Linked DNA regions of Mus musculus: regions 1, 2, 3, 5, 6 and 7 are each linked to region 4. The links are chromatin contacts, called in public promoter capture Hi-C and targeted proximity ligation maps. All regions are on one chromosome and are shown on one strand. The core of a region is the stretch at or near the end of the contact, and the rest is flanking DNA. Distances in the headings are between cores, read along the strand shown.

Region 1 (3,375 bases), core at 861-3,360, 830 kb after region 4:
AACCAATTCCTAGTGATTACAGCAATTGTCATTAAAAAAATCATATTCACACCTCCTTCCATCCTCCCATATTCATCTGCTCTAACTTACTTATCTAACTTTGTGTCCTATTTATTATTATTATTATTAATTATAATTATTATGATTGGTCTTTTTCAAGACAGCATTTCTCTGTGTAGTGCTGGCTGTCCTGGAACTTACTCTGTAGACCAGGCTGGTCTTGAACACAGAGATCTGCCTGCCTCTGCCTTTCCAGTCGTGGGATTGAGGGTGTGTACTGCTACTGCCGAGCTTATTATATATTTTATTTTATTATTTAATTTTGGTTTTCCGAGACAGGGTTTCTCTGTGTAACCATGGCACTTCTGTTATTCTGTAGATCAGGATAGTCGAGAAATCAGAGATCCACTAAAGAATCATCAAGTATAGTTTAGGCTGCCCATATACTCATGGGCATAAATATTTACTGAAGAATGGTGTACCACCAAGAAATACACTTTTAAAAACATGATCCTTTCTTTCCCACAGGTATCAAAAATATAGTTCCTTAGCTAGAAACTGGACTTCATGCCCATATCCCCTCTCTATGATAGTATTTAGTCTAGTTCAAGTCTGTGCAGGTCTTATGAATGCTGTATCAACTTCTGGGAATTCCTATGTGCTAGAAAAACTGTTTCTTTGTCGTTATCTACTACCTAACACTCTTAAAACTCTTTCTGTTTCCTCTTCTATCATGATCTCTTGGGAAGAGGAAGGTGTTCCCTTTGGGGCTGAGCATTCCATAGTTTCTGATGTATTGCATTTTCAGCTGTGGTTCTCTATGTTAATTGCCATCCACTACAAACAGGATCTTCTCTGAGGAGGACTGGAAAGTGTAATGATCTATGGGAATAGTGATGAGTCATTAAGAGTTGGTTTAACATTATGTTAAAATTTAAGAAACACACACACACACACACACACACACACACACACACACACACACACCTACCTCTACCTCCAGGGACACACTTTCTTCCATAAGGCCACACAGACTCCAACAATGCCATGCCTCCTAATCTATCTATCTATCTATCTATCTTTCTTTCTTTCTTTCTTTCTTTCTTTCTTTCTTTCTTTCTTTCTTTCTTTCTTTCTCTCTCTCTCTCTCTCTCTCTCCCTCCCTCCCTCCCTCCCTCCCTCCCTCCCTCCCCCTCCCTCCCTCCCTCCCTCCCTCCCTCCCTCCCTCTCTCCCTTCCTCCCTCCCTCTCTCCCTTCCTTTCTTTCTTTCTTTCTTTCTTTCTTTCTTTCTTTCTTTCTTTCTTTCTTTCTTTCTTTCTTTCTTTCTTTCTTTCTTTCTTTTTTTTTCAAGAGAGGGTTTCTCTATATAGCCCTGGCTGTCCTGGAACTCAATTTGTAGACCAGGCTGGCCTCGAACCCAGAAATCTGCCTGCCTTTGCCTCCCGAGTGCTGGGATCGAAGGCATGAGCCATCATGCCCGGCCCTCCTAATCTTTCTAATCTGTCTCAAATAGTGCCACTGCCTGGTGATTAAGCATATAAATATATGATGCTTTGGGGGTCATTATTATTCAGACTACCACATATACCTGAAGATTGAAAAGTAACATCAGCAAATAACATAGATAAAACTTATGATCTGTCTTTCTAGGTCTGGGTTACCTTACTCAGGATGACTGTTTCCAGTTCTATACATTTATTTATGAACTTTATAATTCTATTTTCTTAGTAGCTCTTTAATATTCCATATACCTCATTTTCATTACCCACTCCACAGTTTATGAACATCCAGGCTGTTTCCATTGTCTAACTACTATGAACAGAACAGACTGGGGAGCAGAGGAAGTCATAAGTATATTAAGTCCTGAATGAAAGTATGTTGCAGACATGAGTTGACCATGTCAAGGACCAAAGCCTTAGATTCATGGGAAATAGGCAAAGCTCTTCCTCCTTTAATGTTCAGAAGGATGAGAAAGCCTTCCGCTGGTCCAAGTGCAATGTTGATAGCGTGTGCAGAAAATTGTCCATCATAGCTTTCTATCTCTCGGTATTTATGGCCAAGACTGCTTACTTACAGAGAGTATTCCTAACTGTCTTTTGGCTAAACCTGTCATCTTAGCTGAGCTGTGTACAGTAAACTCTTCCTCCTTGTTCAGTTATAGGCAATGACCCAGACTCCCTGTTCGCTGCATATAATAAAAACTCTGAGCCTCTGTGGTTTTGAGGCTTCTCTAGTTCACATGACCCCAAACTTTCTGTATATGCCCATGTTTATCTTTTCATCATTTTCTAACTGTAACAGTCACATCAATGTCTGGAACCATAAAGGGTACAGCAGAGCAGCAATGAACATGGATGAGCACATGTCTCTATAGTAGGATATATAGTCCTTGGGTATATGTCCAGGAGAGGTATATCTGGGTCATGTGGTATATTTATTCTATCTTTTAAAGGGATTTCTAGGGTGGGTGCATTAGTTGGCACTTCTTCTAGCACTGACTATCTTTTCCTTAGATACACACCAGTCATTTGACTATCATTTATTTTTGGATATTAGCTATTCTAAAAGGGGCAACATAAAATCTCAAAGTAGTTTTGATTTGAATTATCTTGATATTGAGGGATGTTGAACACTTTTAAAAATGTTTCTCAGCCATTTGAATTTTGAAAACTCTCTGTTTAGTTCCATGACCCATGTATTTTAAGTGGGTTGTTCTAGGAACTTTCATTGGCTTGGGCATAGTTGATTAAGCCAGGCTGGGTGGCTAGAGAATGCCAGAAAACCCTCCCTTCTTTATCCCTTTAACCCCCACACCTACCATGAGTGAATATTATATGCTTAGTTCATCATGCCTGTCTTTCCATGTTGATTGTGGGGATCAGACTAAGGTCCTCATGCTCACATAGCAAACACTTCACCAACTGAGCAATTTCCATAACTCTAACCCTGGTGTGTTTTAATGAAGCAGTGTTATATAATAAACTGGTACCAGCTTTTGGACAAAGATTTTATACAACAACTTCAAGAACTACATGTTTTACTGGTAGAAAAAAGGTAAAATGTATCTTTCTGAGAAAGATGAACACAGATGTTGGATTGACTTAAGAAAAACAATCCAATGGAATCACTTTTAAAAATCTCTATCTTTAATTCAAAGGTGAAAGGGGAATCACTAGATAAACAGCACGGCAAGGCAGCTCCATGGCTTGAATGGCAAATGACTGTTAGACTTGAAGTTAAACTTTGCATATTTATTCATTATCTTTGTAAGATAATGTATATATCTGATCTTACAACACTATAGAGGGTTATCAAAAGAAATAGTCCTCCTTTAAGTGAATGAAACATACTGAACAACAAAACAGAGAAAATCAA
Region 2 (3,252 bases), core at 112-2,611, 750 kb after region 4:
TTGTCTGTACCTTCTGCCCATCCTTTCAGCTTATTAGGCACGCCCCTCAGAACCATGGCTTTAATTTGATTATCCAATCTTATATTTCATGTGAAAACAAAAGTCTTCACTGGAATGTTAATATTGAAATAGAATAAATGGAAACCATTTCTGAAATCATTAGCAGAACTACCATGAGTCATCTTACTTAGGCTGGCTCTATGGAAACACATCTCCCACTTTAAAGGAACTATAAGAAGTTCATTATTCATTTATTTTTGATGCCTCAATTTATTCACAGAAATATGTAGAAGGTTTATAGCTTGGTCTTTTTTCACTGAAGCTTGTCCCCCAAGAGAAGTATTGTTAGCACAGTGGTAAGCCTTCCATGTGTATTAGATAAAGGTGGTCAATAATGCCCAATCTGAAATGAGAGCAGATAAGGACGTTCACATGGCTTAATTTTAGAGATGAGGAAATTTATTGATGTCAGAGGGAAGGGTCTGTTGTTTACACTGTTTTAGGGCCCAGTTTCTGTTTCTTTTCTTTGTTATTTGATGGCTCACATTATGATCTCATATTATCAATATGTGTGCTTGTACAAATCTCTTTTCAAAGTCTTCATGTATGAGAATTCTGGGTTTTAGATTATTTATAGTCATGGCTTTACAGCCTCATCTCTGACTATAATTCCTTCTCATATGAAATCTCAAAATATATGTATAGATTTTTCGCATGGGAAAATAACAAATGCAGAAAGATTCTTTTGAAATTTATAGGTAATTTTTTCACTAGCTGCCTGTTGGTCATAACTCTTCCTTCAAAAAGTACTATAAATATTTCCATAACTCTTTTGTAAATGAATGACCCTTGCCATCAAGGGATCCAGTCAGTTAACCAATCTTGGCTTTTAAATTGATTTTAACGACTTTACCAGATTGCCTCTGTGGTCTCACATCTACTGCAGTGAAAGAGTAGAAACCTGATTATGAGCACAGAGGAATAGGTTTTGAGAGAGATAGGGAGAAAGTCAGGGTGTGGATATCTAGAACACTGGAAGAGATGAGTAGAGGGAAGGCTAAAATCCACCCCCATCTTCTAGGTTTAAATGTTTTCTCCAACCAATGTACCATTCGGCTCAGATGGGAAGCAAACAGATGCTAGATCGAATGTGTGAGCTTGTAGGCAGACCATCATTCTTCAGGTTCAATTTTTTTTCTTTTTGACATTGTCTCATTCTGTAGCCTTGGGACCCATGGCTATCCTCCTGTCTCAGCATGAAAAGCTCTGGAATTATACATTTGAGCCACTATATCTGTTTGAACAGAGACACTCTGGCAGGGTAGAAGGGTGATTTCACCGAGAGGGATGAAATTCTTTAGGCATATGGGCAAAGGAGCCTAAAAATAGTTGAAACAGCTTACACCTCTCCCCATATAAACCATCCATGCTGCAGTTGGAGCTCGTGATGAACTCAGAAGCCATATGGCTCTGAAAAGAACTAAAATTCCAAAGCACATGGAGGTTGTAGTTTTAGCCAAAGATAGATTACTAATTTTGACTCCATTGATTAAACTGAAATTTCATATCTCAAACTTCAAATACATAATTTATTAGAGTGTGTTGATTGGTACTTGGTCAATTGTTTTCTCAGTGGATCTATATGGTGACCACAGTGACTCTGGCTGTGTGTCTGTAGAGTAAACAGTTGACTTCACATGCATTTATTTGTTGTGTAATTAAGCAAGTTACTTGAGGCTGGAAACGTGAAGAGCACTGGATACTCTCAGAGGACCAGGTTTTGATTCCCAGCACCCACATGGAGGCTTTCAATCATTAACTCAAGTTCCAAGGGATCTGATGCCCTCTTCTGGCCTCTATGGACATTGCATACACATGTTGCACAGACATACATGTAGGCAAAACAACATCACACATGAAATAAAAATAAATAAGCCAAAGGGGGCAAGTTACTTGTTTTACCATCGCTATTGTTCTACCTGCTAATTGCTCACAACAGTAAGATGTGATTGGGTTTATGTTAAGGTGAGATATATCGTCCATAGTATAGTATGTAAGGATAGCAGGAATAGTCCTAGATAAGAAGCTTGGCACACAGCGACTCCTTAGGGATAACCATCACACTCTGTAAAGGAGTCTGTTATAGCTCCTAGACTAGAGGTGTTTATACATTTCTTGACAAAAAGTCAGGAAGCAGAGGAGACAACACATTTGGAAGGTTTCCAGGTGCCCTGCTCCTTGTGTCTGATCCATACTCCTGTGGGAGTGACTTCTTGTATGCTTTCTTGCCCTTTTGGTTTTCTGACAGAAGTTAACATGACCGGACTTGCTTTTGAGTTTCTAGGATCCCTCTTTTCATTTTCATCCCAGGAAATCTGCCTTAGTAGTCAAGGCACATTAAAAACGTTCCCTCTCCTTTGCTTAGAGAAATGATTTCAGTGAATCATACGTTCAGGTTTTGAAATTACTCAACCACAACCTGATAACCTGACCTAATAATTTTCTCTCTTTTTCTTACAAAGGGAAATGTATGAATTGTGTTTATCAGAAAAGCTTACTAGCTATTTTTATGGACACTCATTTTGTATTTTTCAAATGTTTTACAACAAGCATATGCAATTTTTGTACTTAAAATTCTCACTTGCATACATGATATTGGGCTTTTGCTTAAAATTCTGCCTATGAGTCCTAGCTCTGAACATATTGAAAACTGGATAAAAATGATTTTGTAATTTTACAAATATAGTTACACCCCTTGAAGACATTGCAGTCAGTTGCTGAGAGACCTACTAAGTTCTTGGGAACCCAGGAAACAAGGTTATTAGAGCCCCAAGAGTATCTTTTCTCAGTTAACATCTGGAGCTTCCTGAAGGGCCAAGATCAAACCTTAAAGAATTTAATGTTTATTGTTTATAAATCATATTCTCATTCTATGTAACTCAGTCAGAATTTCCACTAGGGACATCACTGAACTCTTCCACAGACTTCCATATGGGAATTCTCAGTAATATAAGATGGGAATCTGGCCTTCCCGGACTTCACGAAATGTTTGGCGAGGGGAGTGTGAGGTCAGCTAAGTTATTTTACTTTTATTTTTCTGAAGTCATCTGGGAAATGTTGTTTTATTTTAGGCAAAATTTTATATATTTTAAAATTATAGATGCTCTTAAATAGCAGGGTCTAAAAAGTACAGTATTGGTATTTAGTCTAATGGATTTGCAGCAGGCGTGAGAAGATAATTGTCAAAGCTTT
Region 3 (3,325 bases), core at 408-2,907, 620 kb after region 4:
AGCCTGTGTTCAAACCAAAATTTGCCAAAAAATCCTTTAAAGTAATAATCTTTAGGCAAGACCAGTAGCACTCTCTTGTTTCATTTCAGTGTGTGTGTGTGTGTGTGTGTGTGTGTGTGTGTGTGTGTGTGTATCTTTCCTGTGTTTCCTGCTCCCACCTGAACTGCACAGTAATTAAAAATCACGTCATCTCTCCAGTTGTGCATCAGGGCTACATGCATGTCACTTGGCCACTCTGCTATCTAAATCAGGTGTTGGGGGTGGGGTGGGGAATCAAGGTTAGTGTGAACAGCTGGCATCTGCGTCCGGCCAGGCCAGCTGAACTTCAGCCTGAAGCTTGGCCCAAGCCCAGACTGATAAAGCCTTAGCTTAGCTCTAGATTTCTACAGAATTAGTGTGCAGAATGTAAAGACATGAAGACCAGCTCCATCTGCTGTGCATGTCTCTTGAGGCCATTGGGGGCTTAACTTGCTTTGGGGGAGAAGACAGTAGAGTGGAGTGGGGTGAACCCGGGGGTATCTTTGCCTCTGGCCTGTTTCAACCTATCCATCAAAATGCTGACCTATATTCCAGTGACACATATTAGATCCAAGCAGGACAAACTACCCAGGGTGTCCTCCCCCCTCCCACTTAGGCAAGGGGGCAGCCACATCTGTTCTTTCTCCTCAGGCTCCAGATGTGAGCTGTGAGGGGCAGAAGGAAGGTTGTTAAGAGGCAAGTCCGGTGCAGCAGGAACAGCACTGCATTCTCAGGAAAGCAGCAGTAAGCAGTGGGGTGAAAGAAAGAAAGATAGGTTTTCGGATCCCCAGATCTCCCCCCCCCCCCAAGCCATTGTTTTTAAAATGCTTTCCTGTATTTCTGTAGAGTGGGCAGATGGCAAGATCCTGGAAGTGTAAAACAGCTACAAGAAACAAGATGATTCAGACAGAAGGAGTATGAATAAATCCTGGCTGGTCATCTCATTATTAATCAAGATACCACCACCCACCCTCTACCGCCTTGTAAGTGTGTGCGGGTACAAACACACACACACACACACACACACACACACACACTCACTTGCTTGCATCTGTGCATACATGCATCTCCCTCTATTGCTGACTGCCTTATACCCCTGAAGTAGACTCTCTCACTGAACCAGTGCCGATTTTGTTTTTTGCCTAGGCCGTGGGCTAAAAAGCCACTGTAATTCTCTCTCTTGTCTCTGTCTTCCCTGCCTCAGTGCTGGAATTACAGGCCCACTTGGGTACATTCAGTTTTTTATGTGTGTGCTGGAGATCTGAACTCAGATCCTCACATTCAGGAAATAAGTGTTCCTACCCACCAAGCCTTCTCCTGAGCCTATCTTTAAGTTTTCATGCCTTGTTTCATTTTTAGAAGGGTGCAGTGTACAGTCAGAGCTCTGTTTGAGGCTTTGGATAGGAAAAAAAAAGGCACCATTTTTACATTTTACTTATTTTGTGAATTGGCTCATTTGGAAGATGTGGGGATGAGACCACTCATTGTCAGTAGAGGAAGAAAGAGAAAATGGAACTCCTATGGAGGACGCCAGAGCCGAGAGTCAGGGCCACAACCAAAAGCCAGGGATGGTGCCCTCTAAAGCACAGGAACTGTGCCTAAGAGAGATATTTTCAAGTGGGCCTGTGGTTTACCACAGTGTCCTCGTGATCAGTATAGTGGTCAGATGTCAGGCGTAACTGAAAGTAAGTTCGTTTTCCCACAGTGGGGAGAGAGAGAGGGAGAGAGAGAGGGAGAGAGAGAGGGAGGGAGAGAGGAAGGGAGAGAGAGAGAGAGAGAGAGAGAGAGAGAGAGAGAGAGAGAGAGAGAGAAGCAAAAAAGAAGAAAACATTTGCTCATATGAAACGAATACTTTTCCATTTTAGAGCTGGGCTGGCGCAGGCTTGAAAAAAACGTACCATCACCCGTGTGATGTTTCTGAAGAAAGCCGGAGAAGCAGCAACAGTTGGTGCCTTTGATTAGCAGAACATTTCAATCCCCACCCCATCTTTTCTCCAAATAGTCGTTCACAATGCGAGTGCTCAGCCCCACTGTTTGCTCGGTTCAATAGATCTGGGGGCAAGGGTTATGCCTTCCTGTTACCATGGGGCTGGCAGAGAGAACTGGAGGCCAGTGATCTTAGTCTGAGCTTCAGGATCATGGCTAGCTCCCTACAACTGTCCCCAGATGTTCCCAATTCAACCTGCAGTGCAGATTACGTAATCATCTCTTCACGACGCATGAGCATAGGGGGAACTCTGGGCTCCAAAGAGTTAAATTGTCATCTGCAATGGAATAAATGGTTTAACCACAAATTCATCCTGTGCTCGCCTACTTATGTGTTACCCTGGGTGCATGCATTTCCCCCTTTCAGATATTATTATCTTTTATGATATCATATCTTAAAATGGCTCCTCTGTCATTTAGGAGCAAGGTCTCCTAGGTTCACCACCAGAAATGGAGCTGAGTGCTTTCTGTATTCACATATGTCACATAAGCCCTGGGAATACAGGGTGACAGTGTACCACTCACTGCCTGGAAGACAGGAAGCTGCATATTCTAGGCAGCCCTGCATCCCACCTTGGATGCCTTTTCTTTCTGTCCTGATCCTTAGCAAAACCAAGCATCCGAACCTGATCTTTCCATCTCCCTGAGCTGGGACTACCTTGAGCATCCAGTGTGAAATTTCCTGCTGACATTGTTTTGGCTGGATTGCTAGCTACATGTGGGAGAATTTAGCTCAAACAGCACAAAGCTAATAGCATGCCTCTGTGCAGTCAAAGGGAGATCAGTAGAAAAAAGGTGACGTCATGGATATTTCAGGGACTTCAGGTCTGCTGTGCAAAGCGGCTTCTTCACTACACATAAGTCAGAACCTGGAATTGAGACAAAAAACAACTCTCCCTTCTCATAAATAGCTGCTCCGGGACTCAAAAATATTCTAAATGCAATGGTTCAGATATGGTCCCTTTTCCTTGGAGATCCATCTGATTTCCCAAGTCCAATCACAAACTTCTTAATAGCATGTCATGAACCTCTCAGCTCATTATTTTTCTTCAAAGCTCTCCAGCTCGCCAGTGTGCAGCCTGTGAAGTGTCACCCAGTGAAGTGCTGCACCATAAATAAGCATGCGCAAGACATGCTAAAATCCACCCTTCACCGCTCCTGGCTTTTCCTCCAGGAGTGCTACCACTCCGACAGCGGTGTGGGATTTGTTGCATTACCTCTGAATCTAGTTTCTGTTCTTTGAACTTCGAATGTGTCCAGTGTGTAATATGGAGAGTGTAATGGATTTGTCTTGTTTATACAAATCACATTTTTGTCTTCA
Region 4 (3,231 bases), core at 422-2,921:
CTCTCTCATGTTTGGATTTTAGTGTATATATGTGAGTGCTTGTTGACACTAGGAAACTAAAAAGGGGCCCAGGAAGAACAAAGGAAACTTTGTAAGGGTGAGGAGTGGGCATGGTTCTAGAACACATTTGATAAGGAATGAGGGACACTGGGAAAGGGCTTAAGTAGGGGATCCAAGCTGGGCCATGGAGGAGAGGTCAGGGCTGGAGGAGGTTCAGCAAAAACTAAGCATGTATGAAAAGGGCACAAGGAAACCTACTGCTTTGTAAACTATCAAAGTACAATTGAAAAAAATGTCTTATACTGAAAACAAATAACAACGCAAGCACCTTAGTCTATAAGGTGTAAGGCTTAAAATTCAATGAATACTAATTTAAGTAACCTCCTGTGAAAAGTAAGACTGGTCACGAATTTTTAGTCATTTAAACACTACAAAATGACATATCAAAAAAAAAAAAAAAAGCACAGTTCTGTTAGAATTCCCCCACTCCTGAGCCTTAAAATTTCAGCATTCAAGTTGGAATTTACTCTGGATTTTTATAACATTTTCTTCTTGGTCAGTGCTTAACAGTACAATTTTCTGTACCATTAAGTACAGATGGTAACTGTCCTTATGAGAAAGATCCAATGTGGCCAATGTGGTTAAAATCTCCTTGGGTTTGGATCATTTTATCATTTAATAATCTTCCTTAATTGTCATACATACTGAGGTTTGGGTAGGAAAAAAACAAACAAACAAGGTATTTAGATTCAAGATTTTTGAGTCCAAGATTCGGAGCTATGTGGCCTGACAGACACTCAACTGTTGGGGTTGACTCAGTGACTGAGTGCTTAATGGTTTTGAAAAAGACCCCAGTTTAGTTTACAGTACACATGACAGCTCACAACAGCCTGAAACTCCCGTTCTAGGGACTCCAACGCTTTATTCTAGCCTTCGTGGGCTCACAAATGTTGTACATATAGTCATGCTAGTTCACACATGCACATTTTAAAATCTCAACTGATTTGCATATCTAACTACATGGGAGAATATGGGTGTTTCCTCCATACAGTGATGAGGTCATATTTAATAATGGAGTGCATCTGTGAGGCCATGATTCAGTGTGCTCAAATTATAAGGACGGCTGTTTCTATTCTCTCAATGGCCTTTGGCATAAACAAGCTTACAATCTTGAGGTGGTGTGTCAGCTCTAGCCTACATTAAAATCATACTTAAATTGAAGCCCAGGGCTTAAATTTCTGAAGGAATAAGCCCCTTTCTAAATTCATGGCTCTGAGGTGTCCTGCTTATTTTCAAACTCTTAACAAGAGGGTCGGGGGAGGGCGTGTGCTTCAGGAGGTATCTTGTAAGCAAAGGCCACAGACGTTCTTTCTCGAGGGATCTTGAGACTGATCGTTCAGGGGCCACATGTTGAAAACACACCGTAAGGGACAAAAGCCATCTCCTATAGCTTCTCTTTTGGTAGAAGCCGGGCTACCTACTAGAAAAAGGAAAGGATTCATGTGTGCTCTTTTACCACACCGAAAAACCTAAACAGCTCAGGAATCTTTGAATCGGTTCCTGAGGCGCCAAGCTGCCGGACAGTCGCCCACGCTCCGGGTCAACTGACGCCGGCTCCACCTGCGCCCGGTGTCACACGCTCGTCGGAGGTTTCCGCCTCTCCACTTGTCCACACCGAAGCTCCGAGACGATCGGCCACACTCGCTCGGTGACAGCACCGGAGACCACGCTTGCCTTCTGAGGTTCCCGGGCCGGAAGTGCGCTCTGCTCCCGCCCCCGCCGGCGGATCCGGAAGTGGGGGTCGGCAAGCGGCGCGCCGCCCTCCGCGGGGCCCCCGGGCACGATGCTTCGCGGCGCGCGCAGCCACCTCCCGGCCTCGGTAGCGCCCGCCGCGGTCCTGGCTGCGGCGCTGCTCTCGTCGTTCGCGCGCTGCTCTCTCCCGGGGCGCGGCGACCCGGTGGCTTCGGTGCTCAGCCCCTACTTCGGCACGAAGACACGCTACGAAGATGCCAACCCCTGGCTGCTGGTCGATCCGGTGGCGCCGCGGCGGGACCCGGAGCTGCTGGCGGGGACCTGCACCCCGGTGCAGCTGGTCGCCCTCATCCGTCACGGCACCCGCTACCCTACGACCAAGCAGATCCGCAAGCTGAAGCAGCTGCAGGGGCTGCTGCAGACCCGCGAGTCCCGGGATGGCGGGAGCCAAGTGGCCGCCGCGCTGGCCGAGTGGCCGCTGTGGTACGGTGACTGGATGGACGGGCAGCTGGTGGAGAAGGGGCGGCAGGACATGCGACAGCTGGCCCTGCGTCTGGCTGCCCTCTTCCCAGACCTCTTCAGCCGGGAGAACTACGACCGCCTGCGGCTGATCACCAGCTCCAAGCACCGCTGTGTGGACAGCAGCGCCGCCTTCCTCCAGGGGTTGTGGCAGCATTACCACCCAGGACTGCCACCTCCCGACGTCTCAGGTGACAGCGCGCTCCGCCTTCCCTAGACTGCGGACTCCCTCATCCAGCCTCCCCTCGTGTCCCTTTTTGTCACCTCCCTTTCCCGCTTGCGTTCTCGGGACCCAGGATGTGGACTTGGTTGTCTCTGTTGTTTTAGTAATACGCTTGTCCATTCACTCATCAGGTGTGAATTCCTAGCATTTTCTGCGCAAGAGTGCAGTAGGGGACGCTGGAGACCCAGCTAGAAGGAGGGGAAAGAAAGTATCGCTTCTCGTTTTACATTCCACATTCCCAAATCGCGTTATCCCCCCGAGTGCCAACCTAGCTTCTTTTCCCTTCCTGGCAAGTAGTTTAACACCTGGGCGCACTTAATAATATAGAACTTTCTTCCTCCCAAACTGCTTGTGAGAATTGGGAGTTTTGTTGTTTTGTTTTTTTGACACAGGGTTTCTCAGCCCTGGTTGTCCTGGACTCGCTTTGTAGGCTATGCTGGCTTCACAGAGATCCACCTGCCTCTGCCTCCTGAGGGCTGGGATCACAGGACTTTTGGCTTTTTTGTTGTTGTTGTTGTTAACAACATCTTTTCCTGTGTTTCGACATTTACAAGGATTTTTTAGGAAGCTGCTCCTCAAAGCCTCTTTAAGCCTTACTTAGGGTTAGGGTACCCTGTTTCGTTCTTGTGTTTGCTGTAGTTTCCCTTGTTGTAGCTGTGGTCCGTAGTCACATGTATATTACCTCACCTACTTATTCCATTATTATACGGCTTCGGGATTTCGGGGCACAAGTAGTG
Region 5 (3,222 bases), core at 380-2,879, 780 kb after region 4:
CTAGTAAAAAGTCAGTTTGCAGACACTATCTACATTTCCATATATTACTTATATGAGGTTGAGATTTATAGTTTCAAGACCAAAATGCTGATGAAGATGTGCATATCATAGGAAAGACATGATTTATGATGGAGTACACAAATAGCAGAGGAGGTGCTCACAGCAGTTTTGAGGCTAATGTATAATTTAAAACTCTAAACAACTTCACAAACAAGAGTAAGAATTGCATATTAGGTCCTGTCTGAGAAAACACTTGCTTTCAGTAAGATATTTAAGTGTTCTCCTTTATAACAAGGATCTGGGTGAGACTACTGTTAGCTGTCCTTCTGTGACCAGCATGACAAAGCATCGATCTGCATGAGGGAGGTTGTAATGTCTTGCCTGTCTCTCCAAATTTTCATTAACATTTTGATGTAGAAAAAAGCAATAAGAGATTGATTTTAAAGCTCAAAACAGAAAGGCATCAAGCTAAGCTAAATTTATAGCTGAAAATAATTTATTTAAACCTAGACATTTATTTTATAATAAGAATGACTATGGTTATTGTTACTAATATTTGCATTTTATATGGAAACACAACTCAGACACCCAGTGGAGAAGTTTTCTGTGAAGGATTACCAGATCTAGACTGTCATGGAGACCATTAAAAGGCATTCCACTTATTCCCACACCCTACTTTCTAATAAAACTTATATCTACTACAGCATCCCATTAACGTCGATATGAGGTTATAAAAGGTAAACTTGCTTGTGGCTTTCAGAGATTGAGAAAAGATATAATTAAGTCCAATTCAATCATGAAAATATCATTCCTGGTGGTTACAGATTCTCCTGAGGTCCAGTCTCAGCAACAAGATGTGTGAGAAAGCCTTCTGAAATGTTTATGTGCATATATGTTCACGCCTGTGGATATGGAGGCCAGAAGAGGGCATTAGGTTGCCTGGAGGTACAGATAGTGGTGAGCCACCTTATGTGGGTGATGAGAAGTGAATTTGGTCTCCTTTGTGGTTGTAGCAAAGGGTCTTAATTGTTGAGCCATCTCTCCAGCTCCTTATTTAAATAATTTTAAATAGAAATGTGTGCTACTAATTAATGATGACCTCATAGCTTATTTATGGGTCATTTGTCAATATTCTGGAGCCTAACATCTGTTCTGTCATTCAAATACCCCCTAGGAGGATTTGTTTATTACTGATAGCAGAAGATAAATTGTGGTGAACATATAGACTCATGACATGACCGCTCCTTGGTATGGTTAGGTGGAAGGTTTTTAATGTAGATAAGGGAGAGATAACAGCTAGAGGCAGCTGGGAGAGTTCAGAGAAGAGGCAAAAAGAAGTAGACTGAGCATGGTCAGCAGACTAGACATGGCCAGGGCTGCCTGTGAGAGAGGGAAGAAGAGCAAGCTATAGAGAACAGAGAATCCATAGTGAGAAAAGCAAGAGCAGAGCATAGACAGATCATAGTGAAAATAGCAGCTTATAAGGATAAAGTGTAGCTGTGGGGAGGGAACCCGGTAAGCTGGAGGGAGGTAGAGTGGGGAGAATGTGAGTAAGCTAGGATGCTAACACAGACTTTGAAAGGTGTAATTTGTGATCCTGCTGGAGCCTGGAGGCCCACATGAGCTTTGATATGCTAATAGACACCATAGGTAGCCACACTCCCTTTTGCTAGAGGTAAGAGGTGACTCCTTTTGGTAGAGGGTGAACAACTTCAGAGGTTCCTGAGGAATGTTGGCCTTTATCTATCAGAATTCCTCCTATAGTTTTGATTGAGCTCATTTCTGGATATTTGGACTGCCTTTGGGGGCTTGGGAGATTCACGATTCCTTTGGATCTGACAGTTAAGACTGTATGTTTTGTAGCTCAGAAGTAGAAATGGACAGATCCCATCTTTGTCTCCTCCCTAGAACACTGTGGGGTTGGCAGGTAATCATAGGTCCCTCAGTTTCTACCCATTCTGAAATCCATCCTTGAGTCTCCTTTTGTGCACTCCTGGGAGCAGTGATACACATAGTCATATTCTCATAATAAATTCTTTCTTTTTTTGTAAGTTATAACAATTTTTTGTCCGATCACTGGGAGACTCTATTCTCATTAGTGAGCTAATATTGATAAAGATAGATCAATCCAACATATACTCTGTCAACACGGTAGTTTTTCTCCTTGCTGTGGTTTATTTTATTTTCACTTTCTTGCATATCAAAGCCATTTTAACATGAAAGAAACAACGCCCAACTTCAAAGTCTTTCAAACATAAAACAAATAGGTAGTTACTGTTGCCATGGTTCCTGTCAATGAATCTCACAGCCTGATTGCCTGTAGAGCCAGGAGCAAAGTGGAGCTAAAGGCTCTCTGGGTGTCACTGCTGCCACTTAACTTAAGCTCCTAGTTACTGCTGTAATTATAGGCTCCACAGTTGCAGGTGATTACCAAGCAGTACAAAGCCTATTTATGTATTTAGGTTTTTCTCAGAGCAGTTTTTGATTCTGAAACTAATAAAAAAGATTATCTGTCCTCATGATTTATAGATGGCAAAAATATTTTTGTGAGTTCAGATGGTTTCTAGACCCATTTAAACAACAAAGACTTTAAGAAAGGTGTGTGCACAGTTAGGGTCAACTTCTGGCTGAACAAAGGTTGATGGCACATGCCTTTAGTCCAGCCCTCAGTGGATCTCTGTGAGTTCCATGTCAGCCTGGCCTATCTGGTGAGCTCCATGCTAGCCAGGGCTACACAGTGAGACCTTGTCTCAAAATAAAACACTAACCAAGCAAATACAAAATAAAAATAAAAATGCAAGGAGATTTATATACATAGTACTGATATTTCTTGAAGCATGTATGAAATCAGGACATGTCAGAGTTGGAAATTCTCTTACAGTGGACTCATTCAAATTCTAAATTTACTACATGGAAAGAAAGATCTAGAGCTATATGGGAAATTATAATGGCAGAGTTGATTCAAACCTCCAGTCCTGAGCCTAATAGAGCACAATACAGTGTAGGAGAACAGTCCTCCTTCACCGTTTCTTTCATGGAAATATCTCAAATGTCTAGACTTCCTCAAATACTATTTACCTAGACAAATGTCAGTTGATGTATTTTTTTTTTTAAATCACTGTGACCAACACCTGACAAACAACAATCTAGGAACTATTTTTGGCTCATTGACTGAAAAGATACAGTCATCATGGTGGGTAAGATCTGTCAGGGGCAGCTCCA
Region 6 (3,223 bases), core at 436-2,935, 690 kb after region 4:
GCTGGGAGGCACACCTGTCTGAACTTGCTTGAAGCACTACTTGGCAAACCAAGAGGCACACGGTGGTAATTTTTCCTCTCTCCAATTGAGTGGAACTGTCAATTATCTTCTTCCTCTTGCCGGAAGGGCTTTTCTTAACAATGTGGCTCTCTTCTACTCAGCCCAGGGACCCAGCCTCAACTCTGACAGAGAGGAAGCCAATCATATCTGTAGACTCCATGTCTGCTCTGCTTCCTCCTTGATGAGGGTATGACAGAGGAAGAGGGAGAAGAGTAGGGCAGGAACAGAGACCCCTGAAGGCTGACACAGGCTCCCGAGCCTCCCTTCTCTCCTTCCTCACTTTTCTAGCAGGCCAAATGTGGATATAGCATTCTGTCTTAGCACCCCATATCTTGGCAACATGCTGGTGTTCTGTGCCTGTTGGTCCAAAATCAGGAACAGAGGGAACAATTTCAGAGTTTATTTGCTTTAGAAAGTATCAACCAAATACTAAAATTTGGCTTGCTCTCTGCCAATCACATCCCAGACAAGTTCAGTGTGTCCAACTCTGTCTCCTGCAGGGATTTCTATGGCAAGTATTTCTATCAATCCGACATAGGCTTATGGTTTGAACAGAAGTGCAAAGTTCAGGGAATAAGTGCTTCTCCCAAGGACTAGGTGTAGAGAAAAGATGGCTTTAAAGGTTTCCCATTTACTTATTTCATGTTCTTGCACTATCGTTGGGAGAAAATATTGATTTTTTTTCCTTCCGTGTTGCTTTTCTGGAGGTAGAATCTATCCACATTAATTGATAACAGTACCCAGTTTAAATGTCCAGTGTAAACAGTAAGAGAGTGGAACAGAGAGCTTCATCTGGGAGACAAACAACTTCTAAAGAAGTACTAGGAGAAAGGTAAGAGCCCAGAAAAGATTCTTAAGAATGAATAAATGAATAGGGAAATTGTGTTCTTCCTGGCAGGCAATCAGACATGAAGATTACCCGACAAATCCTTACCTCTCGTTTAAAGATAAAATGCCTATCAGAAAAGGGGAAATGATAAGGCTTGAAATGGCAGTCTTAAATTACAGGAAATATAGATGAAGTTCACTGTCATTTTCCTCCCCTCACTGCAGAGGACTGTATCTAACATTTATTAGGAAACTATGCCACACCATCTAAGGTTTGCAGAAAATCCTGGACTATAACTTTCTATCTTAAGAAATAGTATATGTTTCATTTAGTATGGACACCTTGGGTCCTTCCTTCCACTACGCAGAGCTGAGGGACATTAGCTGAAATGGCATCAGAAATACTGTCTCCTTGCTCACTGGCTGAATGACTCTCACATGACCATGGTGCTTCCTTTTTCCCCAAATAGGTATTCAAAATGATGTACTAATGTTTACTAGAGAAAACACTAGCAAAATTGTTTAGGTTGGCATGCGTTTCAAATGCCATTTTTAAGCAAAATCAAAAAGTCTCTAGTATGCCACAGGGCTTGGCTGCTCAGGGAGGCAGGATTCAGGAAGTTGACCACGATTACCCCATGCTGTTGTTGGGCGGGTTTCAGGCTGTAGGGAAGCCCTGGGACACTGCTCTGGGAGTGGGAAAGCGCTGGAGCTGGTTTTGGGGATCCCCAGGCCTGTGACCAGGCTGGTCAGTCTGGTTCTTAGGCTCTCGGACACCCAGGCGCCACTGGGAGCTGTGAAAGAGCTGAGAATCAGAGTGGGGGGCCTCAGGCTGGATCTAGCCTGGTGCCCGGTGGAAAAAGGGGCGAGATCCTTGGCTTGACTGCAGTGGCAAGTTTGAGCTTGGTGGCACCCGAGGCTGGGAGCACAGAGAGATTAGGCAGTAGCTCTATAGGCAAAGGACTTCTCCATGGCTCCCCACTGCGAATTCCAATGAAAAGAGGCTTTTTAAGGCATCAATTGCCATGGTGGAAAGTGGATGAGTAAACCATACTCCACTTCTCAGGGAGGGTCTGAGGTTAAAGCCTTTTCCAGGGAGGAATGTCTGGGAAAGGAAAGCTTATTGGCTAAGCCCTCCAGGCCTTTAGGTAGCTCATTGAAATGGAGATCTGTCTTGAGCTTGGCCGCTCTTCAGGACCTCTACTTGTGGAGGGGATTGGGGCGTTGTCCTTAGATGATTGATGGCCATAAATCTATAGGGTGTCTGGTTCTCCAGGAACAGGCAAAACACCTACCATCCCTTCAAGGTCTCTGGGGTTTTAAGCCTTAGCTCAACCCGGGAGCAAGATGCCTTTCACGGTCCCACATTGTGAGGAAGGGAAGGTAGGATTGGGTCATCTTTGTTTTTAAACTGCCTTTGTCTAAGTGGTAACACTATAAACACAGTCAAAGGAAGAAAGAGTAACTTTCTGTCTCCAGACCCAGCACCTCCATTATCCAATGATAGCTGCATTCAAAGGTTCCTCAGGTCACTTTCAGAAATATCTTATATATGAGCCTAAATACTTATTCATAATATTAAAGTGGAAATGTAAGCCAATTATAGCCAGTGGTTTTTTTTTTGGACTGGATTTGTATATTTAAAAAATATCCAGAGCGCTCTATCAGCTCATTGGCATCTATCATGTTTAATAATATTGGGGATTTGCCAGAGTTAATTATTTAATCTTTTACAGCTGGACATATTTTTCACAGCTTGCCACTGTTACAAACAATTTTGCAACGTACATGTTTATTCTTCCAGAGACTGAATGTCTGTCTTTAAATTCATGGGTGGAAATCTAGTTGCCACGGTGACAGTGCTGAGGGGTGTGACTTTTCGGGAGGTGATGAGGCCACAGAGCAGAGCCTGGGAGTCCTTGCCACAAATACAAGTGTCTTGTGTCTGGATCTCGTACTTCTCAGCCTCCAGAACTGGAGGGAATTTATTAACAATAAGTTATATGCAAGTCTAAGACTGTTTGTCACAGGAGCCCACACAGTTTAAATCTTATCTCTTTGTCACACTTTTGTTTATCTCCCTGTAGGGCAGATTTCCTAGAAGTAGAATTTCTAAATCAAAGAGTAAGCACATTGGAGCTGGAGAGATGGCTTGTGGGTTAGAAGGTTGGCTGCTTTTCCAGAGGATGAAGGTTCTATTCCAACCATTCACATGGTAACTAACCACCCAAACAAACATGGAAATCAAGTTCTAGGAGATCCAATGCCCTCTTCTTGGCCTCTAAGGGCACCAGGCACATGGTGAACAGACATATATACAGGCAAAGCATCCACA
Region 7 (3,213 bases), core at 364-2,863, 870 kb after region 4:
CACAGCCTGTGGCACTGTCTTAGTTAGGTTCTTATTGTTTATTGCTGTATTATAACACAGCAATGTAATTTTAATGTAGTTGCAATAATAGAAAGCTGTTTGCTCTGCCTTGGCTACTAAGACACAGACAGTGATTTTTTTCTTGTTGTTTGTTTGTGTTTTTATCTTTAAAACATTTTAAATTAAAAGAGAATTATATTTTCCTCCTTCTATTTCCTCCCATCTGCTCCTATCAGGTACTCTCCCTACAAACACTCCTGTGTTTCCATCTACTCTCAAATTGAGAGCATCTTTTTCATTGATTATTATTATTATTATATACATACATACATACATATGTATGTATATGTATATGTGCACAAATATATAAATACAGTCTAGTAAATCTTTTTTTGTTATTTGTATGTATATGATTTCAGAGCTGACCATTTATCTAAAGGTAGTTTCCCAACTCCAAGTTAGTATGTCTACTTGTATTGGCATTGCCACATTCTAAATCTTATACTGCTGAGCACAAATAAGTGTGGCTACTATCTATCATCAAAGAAGCTTCTCTTTAAAGCAAGCAAATAGATCAAGCACAGAAAACCACAAGTAAACACACTGTCAAGACCAGCAGACCCTGGAAATCCTAGCCTCAGTGGCTACATCTATATCATAGTTCCTAGATCTATGGCTCAGGGAGCATTATAGAAGAAGGGGTGGAAAGAGTGTAAGAGCCAGGATACCAGGAAGTCTCACATGAAACAGTCTCACCTATAAACGGCTACATAAATAACATCTTATACTTTCCTGTTATATATTTTACAATTTAGATGAATAAATGGGATAGCTGGCAATTGAATTCATAATAAAAATGTATTAATTTTATAGTTATTTCTTGTTACAGAAAGTAGACAGAAGAAAAACAAGTTTAAATGGATGTTTCAGGGACAGCAACCTAAAGATTTTTAAATTTATATTATTATATATTTCTCCTCTTTTTACAATCTTTTATGTTGTATTCAAAATTAGGCCTATATTCTAGGCAGTAAAGATCTAAACTAACATTTAAATAAGGTAAGTGGACAGTTCACTAAATTATGCTGCAAGCACCAAAGTGAAGGATAAAGTTCTATCCTTTTTCCTCACTATGAATAGACAATGTTTTCTAGCTTTCCTTTGCAAACAATGGATCTGCCACTGCAAACAACAGCACAGAGGCCCTGCTGATAATGATAAGAGTAAAAAAAAAAAAACAACCCAAATTACTGGCTTCAGGTAGGAAATGAGAAATTGTAGTCTAATTTATGGCTCGTAAAATTCTATGATGTCAGTGATAAACTAGGAATTACACAAGTGAGAAATGTTGAAAATCTTCATTATGTCATGTTATTATAGAATATGTTAAATAAAATTTCTTGCTAATATGTGTAAGAAAACCCAATAATATCACTTTAAACTTTAAAGGCTTCAAATACTGATTTAATTGACTTCTTACCAATAAACCAAAACAATGGTTAGATTAGAGAGAGAACCATGCAAAAACACCACCACCAACAGCAACAATAACAACAACAACCAAAAGATGTCTGACAGGCCTGCAGTGGACTTGGTTCATGCCTCGTATCTGTGGCTGTTACTGTTGCAATGAAACGTTAAGAAGAAGCAAGCAGTGCTCTTTTCATCTGACTCTTCTGAAGCAGTGATTCTAGAGCAGATAACAAGCCCTGAAACGATGCTTAGGGAGCTCAATCCTACGTCCATCCTTCCTCTTTCCTATTTACTTTTAAAGTATCCCCCCATTTCATACTGCTTTGTGATAAAGTATCCCCCCATTTCATACTGATTTGTGATAATGCTAATCCAATCTCTAACCTGGAGTTCAGGGTGAGAGTAGAATTGTGATTCCTCTGCCTGTTTGGAAATGTGAACATTGGAGTTGGTATGCTGCCATGAATGCTTCCATTAATACAATTGCTTATTAAAATATTCTGCATTAGTAAGGTTGTATAGCACCTAACACATAGGCTCTTGGAACATGCTAAGTGAAAGTACAGGTAAGACAGATTTCATCTTGGTTAAGTACAGGCATTTATAAAATATCTGAAGTTTGAAACTTCAAAGTAATATTGGTTCCTCAATTATTGATAAGACACATATAAATATTCTTTAGGTCATAACAACTTTTTTCCATAGTCCAGGAAGAGAACTATCTCATTAAATATTTTCTATAAGTTCCTCACAATTTGCCAATGACTTGTTCAAAACTTTCTTTAGAATGAAGTAGGCTATCATTTTTTGGATAAACAAAACTATAATAAAATTAACTAGAAGAGAGAGATAATAATAGAGAAGGACAGAAGGAGAGATTGATTTTTATCATAAAGAATACCTACGTAGCGAACTAAGAACAGGTTATGATGCTTATATTATTTCATAATCACACAAGAATGAGCTAGTTTTATTAAATATATCATTCACAAATATATAGGTAACAGTAAATGAACTCAGAAGGTTGATTTTATATATTTCTTCATATATATACACACATGCATATATATGTGTAATAAGTAATTACATTATTATTGTTACATATATTACATACAGTATAATAATATATAATAATTAAAGAAAAAGAGGCCATGAATTTGAAAGGCAGTAGGAGAGCCATGTGAGGTGTTGGAGGAAAGAGATAGAAAAAATTTATTCCAATGGAATGAACCGCTATATTAGTTTTATATTACTGCTTTAACAAATTACCACAACCATTGAACCTACAAAAACACAACGTTATTACCTTAAAGTTCTGCAATTCAGAAGTCTGAAGTAGGTCTTTTAAGATCCAAATCACAGTTTTGTAGAGCTGTGCTTTTCTGATGCGCTTTGGAGGAACCTAGATCTCACTTTATCTAGCTTCCCAAGGATGCCTTCATTGCTGGCTGGCAACCCCTTTGTGTTTCCAGCACTGTGCAAACCCCCTTTTGCTCCTTCTGTGAAATGTGCTCCTGTCATCATGCTTCCCTCTTGGAGTTTTACTCTTTTCCTTCTCTTTCCCTTCATGTAAGATTACATTTCATCCAAAGAGTAATATTTCCATCTCAAAATCATTAACAATTATGTCTGTAAAGTCTTGCTTGCCATATAACATAATACATTCAAGTTCCTAGAATTAACCTGTTGACATCTTTGAGGAGTGATTATTCTGACTGGCACACTGGACATCAAGATAAA

Evidence for each region. Promoter capture Hi-C pulls out the DNA fragments that hold promoters and counts their contacts.
Region 1: a contact with region 4 is called in a targeted proximity ligation map of the SCID.adh cell line, with 11 read pairs. A contact is called at or near these places in 7 of 39 promoter capture datasets (the 3T3-L1 cell line, cranial neural crest, embryonic stem cells and 3 more) and 3 of 130 datasets of targeted methods (the SCID.adh cell line, embryonic stem cells and large pre-B cells).
Region 2: a contact with region 4 is called in a promoter capture Hi-C map of hippocampal neurons, with 3 times the contacts expected there. A contact is called at or near these places in 18 of 39 promoter capture datasets (the 3T3-L1 cell line, the C10 cell line, the HPC-7 cell line and 12 more), 5 of 484 Hi-C or Micro-C datasets (cerebellar granule neurons, double positive thymocytes, olfactory sensory neurons and 2 more), 14 of 130 datasets of targeted methods (the 230-238 cell line, the NIH/3T3 cell line, the SCID.adh cell line and 10 more) and 1 of 9 other capture datasets (adipose tissue).
Region 3: a contact with region 4 is called in a targeted proximity ligation map of the SCID.adh cell line, with 19 read pairs. A contact is called at or near these places in 5 of 39 promoter capture datasets (the C10 cell line, HPC-7-derived erythroid cells, liver and 2 more) and 2 of 130 datasets of targeted methods (the SCID.adh cell line and memory CD8 T cells).
Region 5: a promoter capture Hi-C map of stem cell-derived epiblast-like cells shows a contact between it and region 4, with 4 times the contacts expected there. A contact is called at or near these places in 14 of 39 promoter capture datasets (the 3T3-L1 cell line, 3T3-L1-derived adipocytes, the HPC-7 cell line and 10 more), 10 of 130 datasets of targeted methods (the 230-238 cell line, the NIH/3T3 cell line, the SCID.adh cell line and 5 more) and 2 of 9 other capture datasets (embryonic stem cells and liver).
Region 6: a targeted proximity ligation map of the SCID.adh cell line shows a contact between it and region 4, with 8 read pairs. A contact is called at or near these places in 3 of 39 promoter capture datasets (liver, neutrophils and stem cell-derived epiblast-like cells) and 3 of 130 datasets of targeted methods (the SCID.adh cell line, bone marrow-derived macrophages and embryonic stem cells).
Region 7: a contact with region 4 is called in a targeted proximity ligation map of the SCID.adh cell line, with 10 read pairs. A contact is called at or near these places in 13 of 39 promoter capture datasets (the 3T3-L1 cell line, the C10 cell line, the HPC-7 cell line and 8 more), 8 of 484 Hi-C or Micro-C datasets (CD4 T cells, DN3 thymocytes, cerebellar granule neurons and 5 more), 10 of 130 datasets of targeted methods (the 230-238 cell line, the SCID.adh cell line, astrocytes and 5 more) and 1 of 9 other capture datasets (liver).

Annotation. Positions count from the first base shown.
Region 1 is chr19:33,313,566-33,316,940 of GRCm38.p6, forward strand. It overlaps the pseudogene Rnls. Among named protein-coding and RNA genes, the nearest start is that of Gm29998, 77 kb to the right of the region's middle.
Region 2 is chr19:33,239,235-33,242,486 of GRCm38.p6, forward strand. It overlaps the pseudogene Rnls. Among named protein-coding and RNA genes, the nearest start is that of Mir3970, 84 kb to the left of the region's middle.
Region 3 is chr19:33,099,869-33,103,193 of GRCm38.p6, forward strand. It overlaps Gm29863 (a long non-coding RNA gene), which reads left to right. Exons shown (of 5, transcript XR_386659.2): 4 at 865-1,001; 5 at 1,884-2,293. Among named protein-coding and RNA genes, the nearest start is that of Gm29863, 16 kb to the left of the region's middle.
Region 4 is chr19:32,484,098-32,487,328 of GRCm38.p6, forward strand. It overlaps Minpp1 (multiple inositol polyphosphate histidine phosphatase 1), which reads left to right and starts at 1,672. Exons shown (of 5, transcript NM_010799.2): 1 at 1,672-2,462. The coding sequence starts at 1,844.
Region 5 is chr19:33,263,157-33,266,378 of GRCm38.p6, forward strand. It overlaps the pseudogene Rnls. Among named protein-coding and RNA genes, the nearest start is that of Mir3970, 110 kb to the left of the region's middle.
Region 6 is chr19:33,177,051-33,180,273 of GRCm38.p6, forward strand. It overlaps the pseudogene Rnls. Among named protein-coding and RNA genes, the nearest start is that of Mir3970, 22 kb to the left of the region's middle.
Region 7 is chr19:33,357,823-33,361,035 of GRCm38.p6, forward strand. It overlaps the pseudogene Rnls. Among named protein-coding and RNA genes, the nearest start is that of Gm29998, 32 kb to the right of the region's middle.